2 separate regions of the Mus musculus genome follow, and region 1 is linked to region 2. A link is a contact called in public Hi-C data. All regions are on one chromosome and are shown on one strand. The core of a region is the stretch at or near the end of the contact, and the rest is flanking DNA. Distances in the headings are between cores, read along the strand shown. Region 1 holds the start of 4831407H17Rik (RIKEN cDNA 4831407H17 gene). Region 2 has its middle 52 kb from the start of 4831407H17Rik.

Region 1 (4,207 bases), core at 978-3,477, 52 kb before region 2:
ATAAGTGAAATTATAATAAGATTTCCTTAAACTGCCAGATGGAAGAGCGGATAAAGATACATATTACCTTAGAGTGTGATGGTCTTAGCTCAGATGAAATGTTTCTTAAAAACTGAAGGACTCTGAGGACAAAATGTGTCCTCGCAGAAGATACAATGTATGGCAACTGTGGAGCTGCGGGCGGAAATGTCATTTGAGTGCCACTGGGGGGCGCAGCGGTACAGTGAGTAAGAGGAAGCCAGCGTCTACCGTTACCTCAACTTCGGCTCCCTTGAGACTTCCAACCGGCCACTTAATCTCCTTCTGGGTCAGTTTCCTTGTCTGCAAAATAGAGATATTCTTTTCTCACTGTATTTTGATGAGACTTAGATACGATAAAGTTCAAAGCACTTTTTAAAAGTGCACCGTGACCATTCAAATAAATGGGCTGGCGAGGACTGCCAAGATAGGAAACAGTAAGGGGCAAGGTAGAGAATTGGAGCATCCTGGCTTTGTGTATAAATTTTAATTCAACTATTTATAAGAGGTGTATTTTTTTTTTTTTGCTTCAAAGATAAAGAGCTGTGGTTATCTATAGAGAATAAAACTGCATGGTAGGGGAGGTTTCTACTTATTACACTATGTCTATTGAGAAGAGAAACGGTGTCTGGGCAATGGGGTTATGGACTTTGATTTCAGTATTATTTCCTCTTTAAAAAGCTAAACATAGTTTTTCAAGATCACAGAAAGGCCCTTGTGGTAGATTATTTTAGGTGAAGTGGAGATGTTATTGGTAAAGAGTAATCATGGCCCAGAGAAAGCAATCTTTTCAAGGCTGAGTCCCTAGGCACGGGAAGTACTGCAGGTTCATATGAGTCTTGGCATCCCTTGAATGTAGCAAACTAGGTGACAGGTTTTCTCTGCTAAGAAATCCCTTTCTCTGGCATAATATTGTTGGGAGATCATACTGTTGGCTGTGCTTGAGGGAGCTGTCTGATGCTCACACTAGAGCATTGGTCCAGAAAATTCCCCTTTCCCAAAGGTCTCCTTTTGTCCCATCTCTGGGCTGTCTTGTACTGTTTTCTTTGCTGAAGTTTTCTCTCTCCAATGGCTCTCCTCTATCTCTCTATCAACCTCAAGATAATTTCCTCCCCTTATTTACCAGTCTCAAAATAGTGAGTTTGATATGAGCTCCTTTTTTGCAAGCCTCCGGGAACACATTTCAGCATAGCAGGCGTGTGTTGTTACACCCCAGCTGTTATGTTAACATCTGTGCTCTGAGGTCACCATTCTCCTCCCCTCCTTCTCATCAAGCTAGTGACCACTAGCAGCTCTTGCCATTGCTATCCACATAGCTACATCCCATGGTCAAGCCAGAGGCTTCACTGTTTTGCATATTAAAAAAGAGGTCTAATTTATGTCCCATGAGACTCACTTTTCTAAAGCGTGCAACTTAGTATTTTTTCTTTTTCTTTTTTGAGACAGGTTTCTTTCTGTAGCCCAGGCTAGCCTTAACTTTATGGTCCTCCTGAGTGTTGGGCTCATAGGGACGAACCACCACATCCAGCTAGGTTTTTCATTCATTCATTCATAAATCTGTGGATACATCAGCAATTTCTAATCCCAGAATATTTTCCTAATCTCCAAAGGATATGCCAGATTCACTGCGTGTTACTCCAGTGCTCAGCCCTAGCTCCCGAAGCCATCGATCCACTGCCACCTGCTTGCATCTGCCCACCCCTGACATCTCTGTAATGACAGCACTATGCACACGACCTTGAGCTCCCATCTTTATCAGGGACAGCCCCCACTTCCTTCTTCTGCCTTTCTGAGCACCCTCTCTTTCCTATGCCTCCTGTCTTGGGGTACAGCTCTCAGTTTTTTCCATGCCTCCTCCTTCTCTTCTGATCCTCTTAATGTTGGGGAGCCTTTACCCCTCAGCTGAGGGATCTCTTTTCCCCAGCACTCCCCAGGCACCCCCAGGCTTGTAGATTTAAATGCTGTACATTGCCATTAACTCCTACACTTGAGCTTAGCCAGGAAATGACGTCATCAACTCCTAAATTTATACCCCTAGCAAGGACTTTCCCTCTACTTCCAGAACTTTTTGTTCATCTCCTCTCTGTTTCCCAACATGCACTGCACAGTCAGCATGCCCAGAACTGACCTTGGGGGTCACCCCCTGCCTCCAATGTCTTCCACCCACAGCTGCTTCTCTAGTTGCTCGGCTCAGAAACTTAGCAGCCATGCCTCACTTCCTCACACCCCCACTCCCTGCATTGCATCTATGTCACATTCTGCTGGCTCTTCTTCCAAAATGCACTCAGAACCTAGTTCCTCATTTTGTTCCTTGATGCTTTTTGTGCTTAGGGAAGCCTATCTGTTTTCATGTGTGTTGTGTGGATGTAGTGTATATAAAGGTGTGTGTGTGTGTGTGTGTGTGTGTGTGTGTGTGTGTGTGTATTTAGACAGGCTGGAGAAGGATTCAGGTGTCTTACTCTATGGCCAACCAGGTTATTTTTTGAGACAAAGTCTCTCACTGAACCTAAGGAAGGCTTGCTGTTTCAGCTACTCTGGCTGGCCAGTGAGTTCCCAGGATCAGCCTGTCGGTCTCTGCCCACCCTTCCTCCTCCCCGCCCCCGTGCTAGAGTTACAGGCATGGCTGTGCCAGCTTTTATGTGGGTGCTAGGGATTCAAATTCAGATTTTCTTGTCTCCATAGCCAGCGTGCTTATCCATCGAACCGTCTCCCTAGCCCATTGGGTAATGTATAAACAGCTGACGGGAGTTTCTGCCACCACCTCTATGGACATACTTAGCTTTAGAGATTGTTTTAAGACAAGTTAAGTCATGGCGTTCTTTGCTAAGAATCATTCAGTAGATCACCACATTGCTCAGAATAAAAGCCAAAGCGCACACATTGTCCATCCTGCGAGCAACGCTTTGCTCTCACGCCGTCAGACCCATCCCGCTAGTCTCTGCCTTGATGACCTGAGTCAGCCCCAGTGACCTCCTCACTCATCTCAGAGACACACCTCACAGTCTGCACTTACTGTCCTGCTTAGAGTGCTCTTCTCCACATGCCTCTTGTCCCTGTTGTTCAGTTCTTTGTTTATATGTGACTTAGTTAATCAAGTGCAACTCCACTCTCACTGATTAATTAGAGTCAGTGTCTTATGTATTCCAGACTGGTCTCTAAGTTGCTACATGCCCAAGAATGACCTTGAACCTCTGATCCTCCTGACTTCACCTCCCGTGTGCTAGAGTTACAGGTGTATATCACATACCTAGTTTATGAGATACAGGAAAACTGAACTCAGGGCTTTGGGCATGCTAGGTAACATGGTCAAATGAGCTATATCTGTACCTGACATGCACTGTTCATAATTGCAACTTGCTTTCAACTTTTCTTCCATATTCTCAATACAACTTTCTGTTCCTTTAACTGTTTTCACACACACACACACACACACACACACACACACATATAGATGCATACACAGGTACACACACATATGTGTACATAATGCATCTACATGTATACACATTTGCACACATGTTTGTTTTATTGAAATCCTTCCCCACTTGCCTGCAGACCTTATGAGTACAAGGGCTTCATTTTGTGCCCTGTTGTGTTCCTAGTCAATTGGTTCGTCTCTGCTTGATGTACACTGGCTGACTGTACACTGTGTGGAATGGTAGCAGCCTTCTATTTGCATCTTCTAACAACACAGCTCCTCCGACCTATGGGCTCATGTCGTGATTTCCAAGGGACATTTGCTCTGCACATCTTCCCTGAGGTCCTTGGGGAGTCAACATGCATCCCCATCTGTGAGCTTGGCATAGAAACTTCCTCTCCTCCAGATGTATGGATGCCAATTCTTGGGCAGAGATTGCAGGAGGAGAGGAGGTTATTTGGGGCATTATTCTTTGCTCACTGAAGCCGATGTGACAGGAGTTTGCTATGAACAAGGTTAGCAAGCACAGATACAAACGCTGGCTGGGAAGAGCTGCAAAGAGATTTCAGCGTGCAGTCCCTAATCATCTGACTGACCGCACTTGCCTTCTCTCTCCCTGCCCGCTGTTCCCTCCCTCCCTCCCTCCCTTCCTCCCTCCCTCCCTCCTCCTGCTCTCTCCTCTTTCCTTCCTTCTCCGCTCTGTCTCTTTCTCTCCTGTTTCCTCCCTCCCTCTCCTGCTCTGTCCTTCCCTCTGTTAGAATACCAAGGGCA
Region 2 (4,490 bases), core at 1,355-3,854:
CTTACGTTCTGGTTGCCCCCAGCCATAGCACGGTTTGGTTGCTATGTCATAACTGTCTTTTTGCTAGTGCTATGAATTGTGATGTAATTACCCACTCTACAGCTATTTGATAGTGAGACTCCCAAAGAGGTCATGAACTGCAGGCTGAGAAACACTGTTAGTTTATATTGATTCTTCTGTTCTCTTGTTAATACTTCTATTTTGGTGAAAATTAACTCTTCAGTAGTTTTCTGTAAAATTTTATATTAGAGATAAAATTTTAGATTCTGCAATTTTATTATTTTTAGACACTACAATTTAAAAAATAACTTTTAATTTTATTTATCTGGTGTATAATTATACATACACACACATTCAAAGAAAAATGTCATAGTGAAACCCAGCAACTATATGCCAACTAAAAAATTTAAGTAAAACTTTTCTAAATTCTTTCAATCTTGTATACTAAGATAGTATTTTTAGTGTGCAATGGAGGCATTTTTAATACATCTGACATTGTAAAGGGACTTCCAAGCCACTAAAGCTACACCATAGTCATAGCCCCTGGTCTATAGCTGTATCACCTCTGATCCATCCAACAGTCACTGAGGTCATTGTTAAATACTGCAGGAATGATGGTGAGGAGCCTCCAGCCTTCCAGATGAACCACTTCATCTGGGCTCATCCTTAATGTAGAGTCAGATGGGTTGGTGGGCACACTGTGCAGCAAGAAGCACCTCCTGAGCTGCACATGATCTCTGTTGGAGCAGGCTTGGCTACTCTGCTCAGGGCTCGCTGAGGACTCAGCTAGGAAGGACAGAGGAGCTCTCCCACTGACCCGCCGTCAAGACTCCAGTGCACGTGGCCACATTGTTCTCTCCTGCCTGCTGGAGGTCACCAGACACAGAGCTTCCTTTTGTAATTATTGTTTTATGACGTTATTAGGCTGGAAACCAACATCGGTTCCTTCTTTCGTGGGAAGCTACCCGGCCAGTTTTCTGAAATACTATTCCCATTGTAACTTAATGATGTTTCTCACAGTTCTCCACTGGATGCTCTCAGAAGGTTTAAGTCTGTCATGGTGGGGAAGGTGGAGTAGAACATCTTGGCCCATAGCAATGGGATCACGTGGTATAGAACATTCACATTCCAGCAGGCCAGAAAGCGGTGTCAAGTTCCACATATCTTTAATCCAGAAGAGTTTGTGTTGTTCTTGGATTGCTACTTTAAAACTTTATATAATTACTACTGAAAGAGTAAAATATCTTTTATTATTTCTTTGAGATCCTTTAAGACAGACAATTTATTATTATTTTTGTTTTGTTTTTTTGAGACAGGTTTCTCTGTGTAGCCCTGGCTATCCTGGAACTCACTCTGTAGACCAGGCTGGCCTCGAACTCAGAAATCTGCCTGCCTCTGCCTCCCAAGTGCTGGGTTTAAAGGTGTGCACCACCACTGCCTGTTAAGACTATTTTTTGGTATGCATACCAAATAATGAGTCTCCCTATGACGTGTTCATCCACCGACATGTGCCTGCCTCCACTGTACTTTGCTTAGTCACCTTCATGACCTTCCTTTGCCCTCTCCCTGCTCTCACTGGTCCCCCAAATACTTGCCTTTCTACTTTTATGTCACATATGGTTTTATACATACATGTATATGTGAACACTTTCTGGCATCTCCTCCCCTACTTTCTGGCTTTACTTTCTCCCTAAACTATATAATTTATTGTTTGTTGTATTTATTGTTTGTTTTCTTTCACTAGGATGGAAGCTCTGTGAAGAGAGAGATTTCTGTTTTGGTTGTTTTTCAGTCCCATGTACCCAGAACAGCATCCTTCCAAAAGTATGAATTGAATGAATTAGCACGCACGTACGTGTGTGTGTGTGTGTGTGTGTGTGTGTGTGTGTGTGTGCATGTGTGTATGTTTGCAAGACTTGTTTGCTGTCAGCAATCCCCGTGTGTTGGCATCTGTGGGTATTGCTCATCTACCATTCACCGTCTTCAGGAAGGACTTATCTAGTCTCTGCCCAATGTTTCAGGAGCCTGGCTCCCATCACACTGTGGTGGAAGGGGCTAAGGTTATTTTAGTCAATGTGCAGATTTTCATTTATCTCCGCTTAGCTCTGCTTTTTACACTATTCTCTATGCCTTAAGCCACTCTCATCTAGATTCGAACAATTCTGGTTCTGTTTCAGCAGAAATGGTCCATCTGTTCTGCTGGGAAGGGGAACCAGTTTGATCTGGCAAGCATCTCGGGGTTCAGCTGCTGTCGCTGGTCTATTCCTCTCTTCTCTCTCATACTTACATTTCCTGATTCTTCTGGCGTTCTTGGGGACAGTTTCGCTTTCATTCCACAGGCGTCTTCCCTTGTGTGTCTTAGGTTTGACCTTTCACTCTTCTGATAAGTCATTTATCTTTTCTCCGTCTACTTACTGACTTTATGTGAAGTTTCTGTTTCTTCTCTTCCTTGTTTTGGAGGAACTTTTGAGAGGGAAAGAACCATCTGGATATTGAAAATTTCCCTCAAAAGCCATTTTCACCCAGATGTTTCACATCTCCCTTAGCAGCTGATCTAAAACCATTGGTGACCAAATGGAAAACCTTATCAGAGGAAGTGGGCCTTAGGAAAAGGATCCCAGAGCACTGAGTGTTAACAGAACCAGAGGAGGAGCTGAGAAGGGCCCCCTGAGGCCAATGCTTCACTGCACTCAGACCTTTTTTGGCTCTGTAGTTGCCATTTATGACTTTGTCTTTAAAGGCTAACCAAAAACTTGGCAAAAATAAAGATGCAATCATTGTTAAAATGAGAGAAACCAGGAGTGGAGAGGTAGATGGCTTAGTGATTAGCACGCTTGCTGGTCTTTCAGAGTGTGTGAATTCGATTCCCAGCTCCCATCTTGGGAGGGTCACAACCAGTTCCAGAGGATTTGATGAACCCTTTTGGCTTTCTCTGGCACTGTTACATGCATATATATTTGTGCTCATGCACAGACTTGTACAAATAAAAGTAAAAGTTAAAAATTTAAAATAACATAAAGAAATCTTATCAAAAGAAAATCTGCATCTATTAGAATATCATGCAGATATTAAAATCTATTTTGGAGATACTTTTGAAAAGTGAAAGACAAGACAGTGCTTTTCCCAAATAATAAATTTAATTTTAATAAAAAATATCAATATGAACATATACTTTATTGTCCAAAATGAAAACAAACTTAGATAACAACAAAATATTATTATTAAATATAGGACTTATGTGAAAGACAAAACTTTAGCCACTATAGCTTTGCTATGGAGATAAGCCCACCTACAAAATTACCTCTGAGAAATGTAATGATAACCTCACTCTGCGTATGGACAGTTGAAGTTTCTAAACCAGTTTTAGACTAGCAAATCCAAGCTTTAAGCCAGAGTATGGACTCTTGTTCCCATCAACTGTATCCATTTAGTGAGGTAAAGTATATCTGACTAAAAAATTATTCATGAGAAAGGTCTTTTTCTTCACAAGCAGTATTTAAATAGTTTTTAAAAAAAATATTCGTTTGATATCATGTACTTATTTGGAGAAATACAAGAGAATGAAGTGTGTGAAACAAGTTTCAATGGTTGGAAACATTTCAACAGATTGTGTGACCATGATCTAGGAGTGTTTAACGACAATAAAATGTTTACAATGCATTGATAAAAAAAAAACATGAACACGTGGTTTTATCATAAGGAAGCCTTCTAAAAGCTCAGCTATGTTAGGGATTAACTTAAGCCATTTGAAACAATTCTTAAAGTCCACTTCAAGTGAAGTGCTATATCTATCAGAAAGTACTGTTTTGTGGTTTATAAATGATCTGTCTCTCCCCTAGGTACCTACTTCTATGGGTAGAACTTGAGCAGTCACTGCTTTTCAGAGAAACCAATTACCCTTCCTGACTGTCTGGTAAAGCTGCAAGCCTTCTTTTTTTTCCAAGCTTTCCAAAATAATCTTTGTATGTCCTTCTAAAAAAGACAACCTTTTCTGGTACTTTGCCAAACTCTTTTATTTTTATTTTATTTTATTTTTTTTAAAAGAACTATTCTTGACCAAATTTGGGAAAGCGTATGGTGCTCACTCCACATAAAACCAGTGTGTGTATCTCATAGGAGAGTGCTCAGGATGTGGGGCGCTTCCAGAACACAGGGGTGGCTTGAGCTCAGTGCTGGATGCTAATGTAAAGCCAGGTTCAGGGAAAATTACCTGCTTGGTGAAGGTTCAGGGCTTCGTACTTCCCTCCTTAAAGTGGGTGTTGGGAAGTCATCTCAGGCTGCTTGCTTAGCTTGTAGTCATTCACATACAGGTGCTTTGTAAGTACTAGACCCTTGGGCAAAGCAAAGGTGGAATGGCAGCAGAAGTTAAAGTGGGCACTCTCCCTTTCTCCTAACTTTTTTCTATTCTATCACAGCAAACTCCATTGGAGATGGGGAGGTTGCGTATTTGCTGTTCTAACTCCAGAGGCTGCTCAGACAGTCATGCACAA

Evidence for each region. A called contact is a pair of places that touch in the nucleus more often than the background predicts.
Region 1: a Hi-C map of uterus shows a contact between it and region 2, with 3 times the contacts expected there. The contact joins the promoter of 4831407H17Rik here to the enhancer-like site in region 2. A contact is called at or near these places in 15 of 484 Hi-C or Micro-C datasets (Th1 cells, bone marrow, bone marrow-derived dendritic cells and 11 more) and 3 of 115 datasets of contacts at active chromatin or transcription factors (bone marrow-derived macrophages, embryonic stem cells and heart atrium).

What each region holds. Positions count from the first base shown.
Region 1 is chr14:30,456,056-30,460,262 of GRCm38.p6, reverse strand. 4831407H17Rik (RIKEN cDNA 4831407H17 gene) reads right to left here and starts at 2,227. Exons shown (of 4, transcript NR_131095.1): 1 at 2,147-2,227; 2 at 256-321; 3 at 1-174. It also overlaps a transcript of Cacna1d not described here.
Region 2 is chr14:30,403,790-30,408,279 of GRCm38.p6, reverse strand. It overlaps a transcript of Cacna1d not described here. Among named protein-coding and RNA genes, the nearest start is that of 4831407H17Rik, 52 kb to the left of the region's middle. Within about 2 kb of position 2,604, at least 70 of the 459 cell types and tissues checked have an H3K27ac peak or open chromatin away from gene starts, as enhancers often do. A contact at or near this core is called in Th1 cells, bone marrow-derived dendritic cells, bone marrow-derived macrophages and 5 more, where this site is marked.